Regions from separate parts of the Mus musculus genome. Here region 2 is linked to region 1. The links are chromatin contacts, called in public HiChIP or PLAC-seq maps. All regions are on one chromosome and are shown on one strand. The core of a region is the stretch at or near the end of the contact, and the rest is flanking DNA. Distances in the headings are between cores, read along the strand shown. Region 1 overlaps Wdr25 (WD repeat domain 25). Region 2 has its middle 42 kb from the start of Dlk1.

The links. HiChIP or PLAC-seq counts read pairs in DNA pulled down with a chosen protein or histone mark.
Region 2: an H3K4me3 HiChIP or PLAC-seq map of embryonic basal ganglia shows a contact between it and region 1, with 3 times the contacts expected there. The contact joins two enhancer-like sites. A contact is called at or near these places in 2 of 15 datasets of contacts at CTCF or cohesin (the NIH/3T3 cell line and large pre-B cells), 6 of 484 Hi-C or Micro-C datasets (the AML12 cell line, CD8 T cells, the Patski cell line and 3 more), 5 of 115 datasets of contacts at active chromatin or transcription factors (the NIH/3T3 cell line, differentiating embryonic stem cells, embryonic basal ganglia and 2 more) and 1 of 9 other capture datasets (embryonic stem cells).

What each region holds. Positions count from the first base shown.
Region 1 is chr12:108,914,177-108,919,278 of GRCm38.p6, forward strand. The region is part of intron 2 of Wdr25 (WD repeat domain 25); the gene reads left to right. Among named protein-coding and RNA genes, the nearest start is that of Wdr25, 22 kb to the left of the region's middle. Within about 2 kb of position 1,930, at least 97 of the 459 cell types and tissues checked have an H3K27ac peak or open chromatin away from gene starts, as enhancers often do. A contact at or near this core is called in embryonic basal ganglia, where this site is marked.
Region 2 is chr12:109,408,678-109,413,779 of GRCm38.p6, forward strand. No RefSeq gene overlaps it. Among named protein-coding and RNA genes, the nearest start is that of Dlk1, 42 kb to the right of the region's middle. Within about 2 kb of position 2,969, at least 48 of the 459 cell types and tissues checked have an H3K27ac peak or open chromatin away from gene starts, as enhancers often do. A contact at or near this core is called in embryonic basal ganglia, where this site is marked.

The DNA.
Region 1 (5,102 bases), core at 680-3,179:
AAACCAAAGCCTCTGAAAAGCTTTTCAACTTCCCTGTCAAAAGAGGACTCTTGTGCCACACTCATGTCTGTGGGAATGGACCTGTCCTTCTGTAGCAACATCTGTTTCTTCTGGAGGGTTGTTTCCTTTCCTCTAACACATAGAGTCTTCCTGACCTGTTCCCGGGAGTGGCAGGATAGGAAGAACTGCTTGCATTCCTAACACAGTATTTCATTCATCCTGCATCTGTTGCAAGAGTTGGGTGCTGGGACAGAGTGAGATCAGAGACGAATGCCTGGACTAGTCTTCCCTGTGAGGAAGCAGCACAGGGGGTCAGAGCGGGCAGGGAATGGTGGGGCAGGATCATGACTGTGCTGTAGGGTGGAGGATAAGATGCTTTGGGCTGTTGGGGCACTGAGGAGGTGTGATAGATGCACAGCAAGGCCGTGGCAGACCATCCCAAGCACACTGCAAAGACCTAGCAATGTGGCAGAGTGTGCTGCCCCCAGTAACCTAAGGCAATCCAAGGATGCTGGCTGGCTGGGTACCTGAGGCCCAGAGGGACCTGTGCAGCCCTGCTGAGGAGTAGGGAGGGCAAAGAGATTTCAGCACAGTCTTCCAAGTGTGTGTGCTTTCTGTGGTCTGAGCTGCAGCTCCTTGATGTGTGGAGGCATGTCACTGCTGTGTTCCAGCTCCAGAGGAAAGGGCGCTGCCAGCTCGCTCAGGGCTTAATAACTCACTCTGGCTGTGGGAGTGTGGCTCTGCTGTAATGCTGCAGCCTGCACGCCAATAAAACTTTATGGCGGTTAAGCCTGTCAGGGGTGCTGGTTTATACGAAAGAGATGAATCACTGTGAGAAAAACGGGACTCTTAGTTTCTAACGGCCCTTCTTATTCTTCTTGTAAAACTTTAAAAAATAACCCTAGATGTATAAAGCAGCACGCAGTGAGTGCCTGGTCCTTCCCCACGTTCCTCACACTGACCTCCCTCTCACACAGCTAAGAAGTTAACATCAGGCAACTCTACCACACTCAGCTAACTCTGCAGTGCACTTGCCTGCCTTTTACTTAATTTCCTGTTAACGCCCCTTTCCTGTCCCAGGGACCAGTTCAGGGCACCATGCTCCATTTAGATGGCTCTTAGAACTCGGCAGGTGATGTGTTTTGGGGTATCCGAAGAATAGGCTGGAGCTGACCACCTACTCTGAGTTTCCTGTGCTGCTCCAGCCCCACCTGGCCTACACCAGGGACAAATGTGAGGATGCCTAGCTGAGTGTAAACTCCAAGCTTTCAAGGCTGCTGCTTCGTGAGCTCGTGAGCAGGAGAGGGCCTGCTCCACAGGGAGGCCAACAGAGTTCATGTGCCAAGTGCCTTGTGCTCAAGGGTGCTGCCTCCCACTGCATGTTCCTGCTCTTCCTCCTCTTCCTCCTCCTCCTCCTCTTCCTCTTCTTCCTCCTCCTCTTCCTCTCCTTCCTCCTCCTCCTCCTCCTTTTCTTCTTCCTCTTCCTCTTCCTCCTCTTCCTCTTCCTCCTCCTCCTCTACCTCTTCCTCCTCTTCGCCCCCTCCCTCTCCTCCTCCTTTTTCCATCTAGGCCTGACCCGGCCAGCCTTTCGTGCTGACATTGTTGAGAGTTTGTGTTTAGGCAATTCCAGCACTTTGGCATTTTCAGTTTTCCCGTGGTTTATCGGATAATTGAGTGTATCTTGAGGCAGCAACTGAGAGTTGAAATGTGTTGCCTTTAATGAGTGAAACAAGCTCTCCTTGCATACAGATAGCTGCACACTTGTGGGCGCTCCCATCTCCAGCCCTGCTCCTCCCTGTCTCTTCCCTCCATCCTCTCATGTCTTGATTTTACTTTCCCCTTCTGCTTGCCCCTAGTCCTCCATCAACTGTGTCCGCCTCCGCTTGCCTTTCCTCCTTTCCCCACTCCCTCTCCAATTCCCTTCTTGCATTCCTTTCCCAGCAACAGGCCAGTGAAGCTGTTGCCACGGTAACAGAAGCCTAGCAGAGGCTCTGCTCTGCTCTCCCTATGCGGCTAACAGGATGACGCAGATTGCAGATAGTGTTGATTTCTAGAACCATCTGAGCTCTGGCCTGTGGCCTCTGGAGGCCCTTCATCTTCCAAGGGCCATACCAGCACCATAGCTTGTGGTTCTATTCAGCTGATGGTCAATTTTTTTATTTGGAAACTTCAAAATCTGCTTTCCTGCCACTTCAAAATACTGGTTGCATGTGTGGAAGTGTCCCCCAAACCCACCTACATGGAGATAGATGGCAGCGGGAGGGAGGACTGTAGGAACAAGTCACATGCAATCTTTGCTGAGTTGCTGGGATGAATGAATGATTGTTTTAGGATAGGGACTTCAGGTCTAGTTGGATTTTTAAAACTCCAGTGCTTAGTCTCCTCCAGCAGGTGTTTGAGAAGAGCTTGCTGGTTCTAAGACCTGGGTCAGGACTGTGCAGAGCCCAGTGCCACCTCAAGGGATCCGTTAAGGAGCAGGGCTGGTGTGTGGACACAGGGCTGTGCTGACATTACACGGATGCTTGTTTGTCACAGTGGTCCAGTGGGTCCAGCTGGTGCCCATTCTGCTTTCGCATTAACTAGGCTCTGTGGTCCCCTCAGAGGGACCACAGAGCACTTGGCTTCTGGGCCGCCATGGAGCTGGTTGACAGTGGTGGCAGCCGCACTCCATCTGGGTTTGACTCAGGCCCAGCTTGTTGGCATTAGTGAGGATTTGGAGTCCCGCCATTCAGCCAGCACCAGCTAATAGCCCAGCAGGGAAGAGTTAGTCCGTGGATTATATTTAAGTTAGTCCTTATTCCCAAAGGTAACTTTGTTTAATAAAAACCTTAAGCCCCTATTACTGTGCTTATGGGTATCCTGGCTCCAGGGTGTACAAACACGACTTACAAAATTCAAATATTATTTGTGGCGGTGCACAAACATGTTCATTAATAGAGGGTGTGCTAAAAGCACAGGCGAGTTCCGTCTGTGCCTGAATGGTCTTTCTGCACTTGGGTCTTTTTATTTTCATAATCACTTGGAGCTTATTTAAATACCGCCCTTTCAGTAGTGAATTTTCAAGGGAGGACGCTATGTTATGTGAATAACTTCATGGCTACCCACAGTATTTCCAGTCAGTTGCTGTGACTTAAATTGATAATGGACCCCACACAGCAGTTGCTAATGGGGGATAATCTGGGAGTGTTTTGTTATTGTTTTTATTTTAGAAGAAAGGTTTGAAATTAGCATAGTAAATCTCTGTGGGATCTTTGCAAATAAAAGAATATCCACGTTAAAAACAACTTTCAGGAAAGATGTATGGTAATGAATAAAACATCAGTGAGTGAAAATAAGCGTGTTTAATTATTCAAGTAGAAGTAGTAATTTAAACTAATTATTGCTTGCGGATTTCATAATTCAGTTTTTGTCTCGCAATAATATTTCCTCTGGGCCTCTGGGGCGCGTCAGTGGCTGCCCCCGCTCCATTCCTGGGGCAGAGAGGCCTCCTGCCTCCCTGGAGACTCAGCGAGAGAGTGTGGGGTTGCTCAGGTCCCTGTTTCTGCCCTGCTCCTTCTGCCTTTGGTCCACAGCAGTCCCCTGTGCACTGTCTAATTAAGCACTTCCTTATTAATCACCTCTGGTTGGCTCAGGGACTCAGAGCAGCCTGTACATTGATTTCCAAGTGGGGGCTGGCATCTCCCCTCAGCCCCTCAGGGTCGTAGGCTTCCGTGGCATGCATGACCCCTTCTGCCTATCCCCCCCCACCCCAACCCCATACACACTGGGTAGTTTCCTGCTCTTTATGGCTGCCTCAACTTGCCTCTCTTCTTGGAAGCATCTGCTAATCCTCCATGGGAGTCCATCCCCTCCGATAGCTTTATGCTATCAGATTGTGGTCTTTTGTTTGTTTACATTTTTCATATTGGGCTTTTTTTTTTCCCTTTCTTACTTTGCTTCTGTTACTGGGGGAAACATGATCACCTAGAGGAATGGAAAAGTACTGGAGGAAACAGGAAGCAGGCTGCTCCATCATTACCTGCAGCTTGCAGTCATGGGCTGCTCTAGCAGCCTTGGGGGTGCTCTCTCTAGTTCAGCTTTTCTTGCCTCCCCAGGCTCTGGGGCTTGCGTGTCTGTTAGGAGGGCCTGGGTCTCTCTCCTCTGCACACTTCTGAGGTGCCCCTGGGATTAGTTGGTGCTGATGACAGAGGAGTAAGTGCTGAAAGGACTCTTGCTCAATCGCGAGAGGCTTTTAAAACCCAGTTATTACTGCTGCTCCTATGAATGCCCATAATGGCACGGGAGTTTTTCTGAACCTCTCTTTATTGCGCAAATGCTGCCTGGATCAGATCCTGACAATTCAGGTGAATTATTATTCTGCCCCTCAGAAGGTGAAGGGAAAGCTTTCAGTTTGTAACGTCTTCTTCCCAAGTGCCCTCTGTCAAAAGGTAGTGACATGTGACAGCCATTAGTACTTTGCTATAATCACATGCCATTCCATCTCATGCCCAAAAGCTTTCCATCTGCCGGGTAGGAAGGACTACCTTTATTTCAGACACCTTCCCCCTTTCTTTTGTTGTTACCTTCTCTTAAAAACAACAACAACAACAACAAAACAGCCTCCTGACTTTACAGGCATGATCTGTGGGAGGAGTGACTCCTTTCTCTATGAGGTTATTGCCACGGACAGGGGACACAGGTGGGACACAGGGGACAGATGGAGTGATGACGCTGGCTGCCAGGAACCAGAGGTTCACATTGAGTCACCAGCTGAGGCACCAGGCAGGTCAGGCAGCTGCTGTGTGTGTTGGGTTCCTCATTTGGGAGAGCATGGAGGTTTGACGGATCTTGGATGTGCTTTCTCTTGCAGTAGTTGTGTGATCTCCAGAGTTGCTGCAGCACAGTGCAGTAGTGACAGGACTGCAGGTGGCAACCCTTCCTGCAGAGCTGTCGCAGGGAGCATTTGCTGTTCCCAGTTGGTTTCCTCTCCATGTGACCTCCGGAGGAGACTATTAAGCAAACAGAGAAGTTCCTAACCCTTTGCAACCACTCTGGAGTAAAGCCACAGGCTCGCCATAAAATGCTGTGTGTTGGGAAAAATGAAGAGCCTGGTGCTGGGGACT
Region 2 (5,102 bases), core at 1,719-4,218, 500 kb after region 1:
GGTTGTTATTTACTCTCTGCCTTCCACAGTGAGGCCTTCCCATGGTGGCCCAGAACCCCTGTTCCAGTTTGTCTGGACTTCTCAGACGTGGGCTCCGAGGCCAACGGACCTCTACAGAATTTAACTACCGGATGGTTCTTGTGAGCCACTCCTCACCGCCTCTCACCACTCACCTCAGCCTCCCTTGCTTCCTCCCTGGCATTCAGCCCGTCTGTCATGCAGCCTGGCTCAGGCTCTGTCTGTCCGTCCTCTGAGCCCTCACCACCGGGGATGTTCTAGGGGCAGGAGACCCATTTGGAAGGCACAAGCAGGCCTCAGTTCACAGATGAACAGACAGGGACTGGTCAGATGCGACTTGGTCATGTCTGCTACAGAAGGATGCTGGAAAATCTTCACATGGGGTGCAGTGAAAACCCACCACAGCACTAGATGGGGAGAGTGAGGTACAGACCTGAGTACCCCCAGACCTGAGATACCCCCCAGATGTTTGGAGGATGTGAGGCTGCTATATGCCTACTGGCTGCTGCCCTGGACCCTGGATTCAGAGGTTTTCAGGCCAGACAGGATTAATAAGGCTGTACTTTGAGCAAGCCATCCGTTACTCCCAGCTCTGCAGTGGCCTGCCGGCTGGCCATGCCACTCCCTGTCTCACACCAGACTAAGTGGGGAGCAGGCAAGCTGGGAGGGGGTTGGGGGAATGGGTTAGGTGGGTGGGTAGGAGATCCAGGGAGTGGGAGGCAGCCTTAGCCACCATGGTGATGGAGAGCTGCCTGCCACTTGCACGAAGTGAATGAAGCCAGAGACCTTGGGCAGCAATCTTTGCTTGGGGGCAGCCACCCAGGGAGCAGCCACTTACCCTATGGGGACAAGAGGGGATTGGGGTGGGGAGCTTTTGAAAAATCAAAACTGTAATTAGTAATATCGATGCATTGTTCTTTTATTAAAAATGCTATCTTTGTTCCTGATCATAAAAAGATGCTGTTGACAGAGTAAGCTGGAGTCAGCGGAAAGAAGAAAATTAAAACCCCTTCAGTGTCCCCCCTCCCCCTTCAGGACTCTAGGGGCGTTTGGCAGTCCCTCCCGGGGGTGTGAAGAACACATATGCTGGGGTTGCTTCTATATTGTGGAGGTGGCTGACTGTATTTTAAAGATTTGTTTGTCAGTAAAGGAAGCATCCCAGGGGTGGGGTGCCTGAGGACGCATGCATTTCATTAATTTGACCAGTAAATCCAATTTTAAAATTCCCTTTGTGGGGGCAGTGGGGGGTGGGGAGGAGAATATCTTCCCTCTCTTAAAATGGTGATTGACATAGCCCCAAACCCTGTGCTCTGCAGCAGCCCAAGGGGTGTGGTGGGGGCTAGCTCCTCAATCCAGCACACACTATCCTGGGGTGTTGGCTGAGGGGCTCTGGGGCTGGGGGGGGCACAGAGTAGGTAGAAGGACAAGCTCTTCTAACTATTTGTCCACAGCTTCAAAAAGCAGCAAAGACTGCTCTGGAAAGGCATTCTGGGTACAACAGTGGGAGTCAGAAAATGAAGATGTGCCACCAGGGGCCAGGGGTCAGCAGCTGGGAAGCCAGTCCTCACAAAGAACAAGACTTCTTGCTGACCACTGCCTATCTGAACTCTAGGCTCAGGGCTGTTTCTTCCAGGAAGCCTTCTGTGGTTTCTTGGACTGGCTTAACTCCCCATTTTAGACAGAGCTCACATAGTGGGATGCCAGAATCAAGTCTCTCTCTCTCTCTCTCCCTCTCTCTCTCTCTCTCTCTCTCTCTCTCTCTCTCTCTCTCTCTCTCCCCCTCCCTCCCCACTAGACCCTAAGCCCCCTAGGAGCAGAGCCATTTTGTTTAGTGTGCACATATCTGGGTAACAGAGGTACTGGGTGGCTGGTTTGCAGAAGTGCTGTGCTGAGTAGCAGGAGTACTGAGGTGCTGGGTAGCTGGGTTGCAGGAAGGCTTTGTCATTCTGCAAACCTGTTATTCTCCTCTGCAGCTGGGGAAACTGAGGCACCAGCCCCTAAGCACTTATCTGGCTTCCTATCCCCCCCCCCTGGCCACCCCCACCCAACCCCTTTTGCCCCTCAGCTACTTAGTTTTAACATTCTTAGCCCTGGGAGGAAGAATAAGAAGACAGACTTCTCGCTTCTTTTCTTCCTGGTGACCTTTCCATGTAATTAAAAAGCAGCTATTCCCGGAGACGAGGCAGCCGGAAGCAGAGCCGTGGCTCTCTGTGTACGTGTGCGGAAATTGATTGTCTAGAGGACAGAACAGCGCTTAGGCTCTGGCGTCAAAACCACCCCCAGCTTACCCTGGGGTCTAGAGACGCCAGTCTTCCTGCAGTCCAACTGTACATAGTGTTTTCCTGTGGGGAGGGTCGCAAGCTGGACTTCCAAGTCCCCTGAGCCTCTAAGCTACCATTAGAAGTACCTTTTTCTGTGCCTAGAACAGGGCTATGAGCCTCAAAGGCCAGGTTTTGAGAGGAAATTTGAAGCATTCCTGCTCAGAAGAGCTGAGTTCAACCTAGGACCCCAACATTGCTTGCCCAAGAAATGTGGGTGCACAGCCACTTCCCTGTAGAACCTTCTGGGAGATTCATGACTGGCTCTTTCCTAGATTGTGCCATGAATCAGATTTCCTAGATCCAGTGTGACTGTCATGAGCCTGCTTGGCTCCGAGAGTGGCTCTAGGCTTAGCACCCCAAAAGCACTGGGCCCCAGGCTGGAGGGTGGGGAAGCCCCAACTAGGCCTCCACCCTTTGGCTCTCTGCAGCCTGCAGCTGCAGAGGATAATGCATGTTCTGGCTAAGGCCCAGCTCTCCTAAGCCACAGAGAATTGCAATTTAGCAAGTTTATCAAATCCGCCCGAGCTGAGAGGCGCATCTGTGCATGGAGGCATCCTGGTGAATCGAGGCTCCTCTGAACAGCAAGGCTGCCCCCACCCTGTGCTTCCCACAGGCCTGGATTAGCCCAGGCAGCTGGGCAGGAGTGGGGGCCAGGACAGCAGGGGACGTTGGGCTGAGGACTGGGACTGGGGCTTGGCTGTTCATGTGGACCTGGCTAAGACAGAGATGTGTTTCTCAGTAGATGGGGTCTTCTTGCCTATGTAAGAAACCAGGGGAATGGTCTACCAGGCATCCCCTCCCTCCCAGTGCAAGAGAAGATGGGCCAGATGGCTTATTTCTATGTACCCCTTAGACCCTGAGTGTTTGGGAGTGTTTTGACAGCCTGGGCAGACCCTTGTGAACAGAGCATCTGGCTCTTGTAAGCAGGAAAACAGTGTACAGGCCCTTGATGCGGCCCCGAGGTTCCCTCTGGGAGTGTGGGCTGGTGGGTCTCCCTCCACTAGCTAATCCAGGATGCAGGAAGGGCCCAGGTCTCCTCTGGCCGTGGGAAGCTTCTCCCTTCAGTTTCTCGTGTGTTCAGAGTCCAAGTGAGTGAGGTTCTGCCAGGCACTTCTGGTTCGGGCTGCTGAGAGAGGCGCCCCAGACCTCACAGAACTCATGAAGTCACTTAGCCCTCCAGTGCACACCCAGGCTGTGGAGGCACCCACAGAACGCCAAGGATTAGACTCAGTTCCTCCCTCTGGCACTAGGGAGCTTGCCAATCGCCTGGGAGCCCAGCCCTCTGAGGAGGCACGCTCCTACCAGGAAAACTGAGTTGGGAGCCCAGCATATCTAGAAATGGTAACTACGACTCCCTCTAGCCTTTCTTCTCCAAACCAAGTCTCGGGGCTCTTTTGAGAGCATTGGTGTCCTCTTTGAGAGCTGTGTCCGAGCTGCCAGCTACAGCAGACCCCTGCCACGCTCGAGCCAGAGCACCGTGCTCCTCTTAACTGAACCCAAGGCCACCAATAGTTCTTTTTTTTTTTCTTTCCTGAAGAAGTGGTTGCAGTGTTGCGCTCTAGCCTTCATTAGTGATCTTTCTGAAATAGGATGAGACACCTAGTTTTGGGTGACACAGGTTCAGGGGGACCGGTAGCATTCAGAGTCCTGCATGCATAGATTGCTTCAGGGAGGAGTGGGTCTCCTTGACCCCTGCTAGCTCTCCATCTTCTCAGCACAATTCTTCCAGCTGGACAGCCAGGCAGACCCCCCCCCTCCCTCCACACTTCCTGAGAGCCTCTCTGCTAAGCCAGGAAGGCGGAGGGAGCCCACAGCCCTCACATGGTCTTCATTACTGGCTAGGCTCACAGAGCAAGGGGCCCTGGGCCCCAAGTATTGCTGCTCCAGAGATGCTCAAAGCCTGGCGTGGCCGACCTTCTTCTCTGGGGCTCTGGGGCTCTGGGGCTCTGGGGCTCTGGGGCTCTGGGGCTGTACATTCCTTTCCACTGAGCAAGTGCAGCTGGGGAAGATCTACGATGGGAATGGAAAACGTGTTGGGATATTCTAGCACACAGGTGGACGTCACCTCCCCTGACACAGGGAGGTGGTGGGGCTGTGGGGCCACCAGAGGATCTGCTTTGTGCCTGGCTAGCAAGAGCAAGCGGTCGTTGGGCGTTGCTTCCATTGTCCTGAACACATATCTTAGAAGCAGCAGACCTGGGTTTGAATCCATATCTATGAGAATACAAACCAGGGCAGCCCCTTTCCCACATGGTAATGCTTTTTGGGAAACTCTACATGGGAAGCAGGGGGGGGTTGTTCCTGGTTGGGGGGTCCCTTCCTATCCACTTCTGTTGCCAGAGGCCATGAGAGTGTACGCCAAGCAGGCTGCTGCCACTGGACCACCACAACAGACTGGCCCGCAGCCCCTGACTTTCCAGCAGCTAATAAGTCTTACAAATATCCAATCTTGTTAGAAAGTGCACAGTGGCCTGAACAGCTTGGCCAGGAGCCTTGTGGGAAAGTGGAAAACGTTGAGGCTGAGCACAGGCGATCTGGGCCAGAAGCCACTTCCTGTCTCTCCCTAGGATCCTTCTTGAGGCTTCAGAGCTACCTAGCCCAGTTCCCTGTGGTACTCTGAACAGAGACTATCTCCTCCCTTGAGAGAGCCAAATAGATTCCCAGCTCCAGGCATAGTGACTCCATTTTGTCCTACTGCTCTATGGTACTTGACTCTCCTGGTGTTCGACACAGGCCTTTTCATACATTGTAGTTCCTTTCACC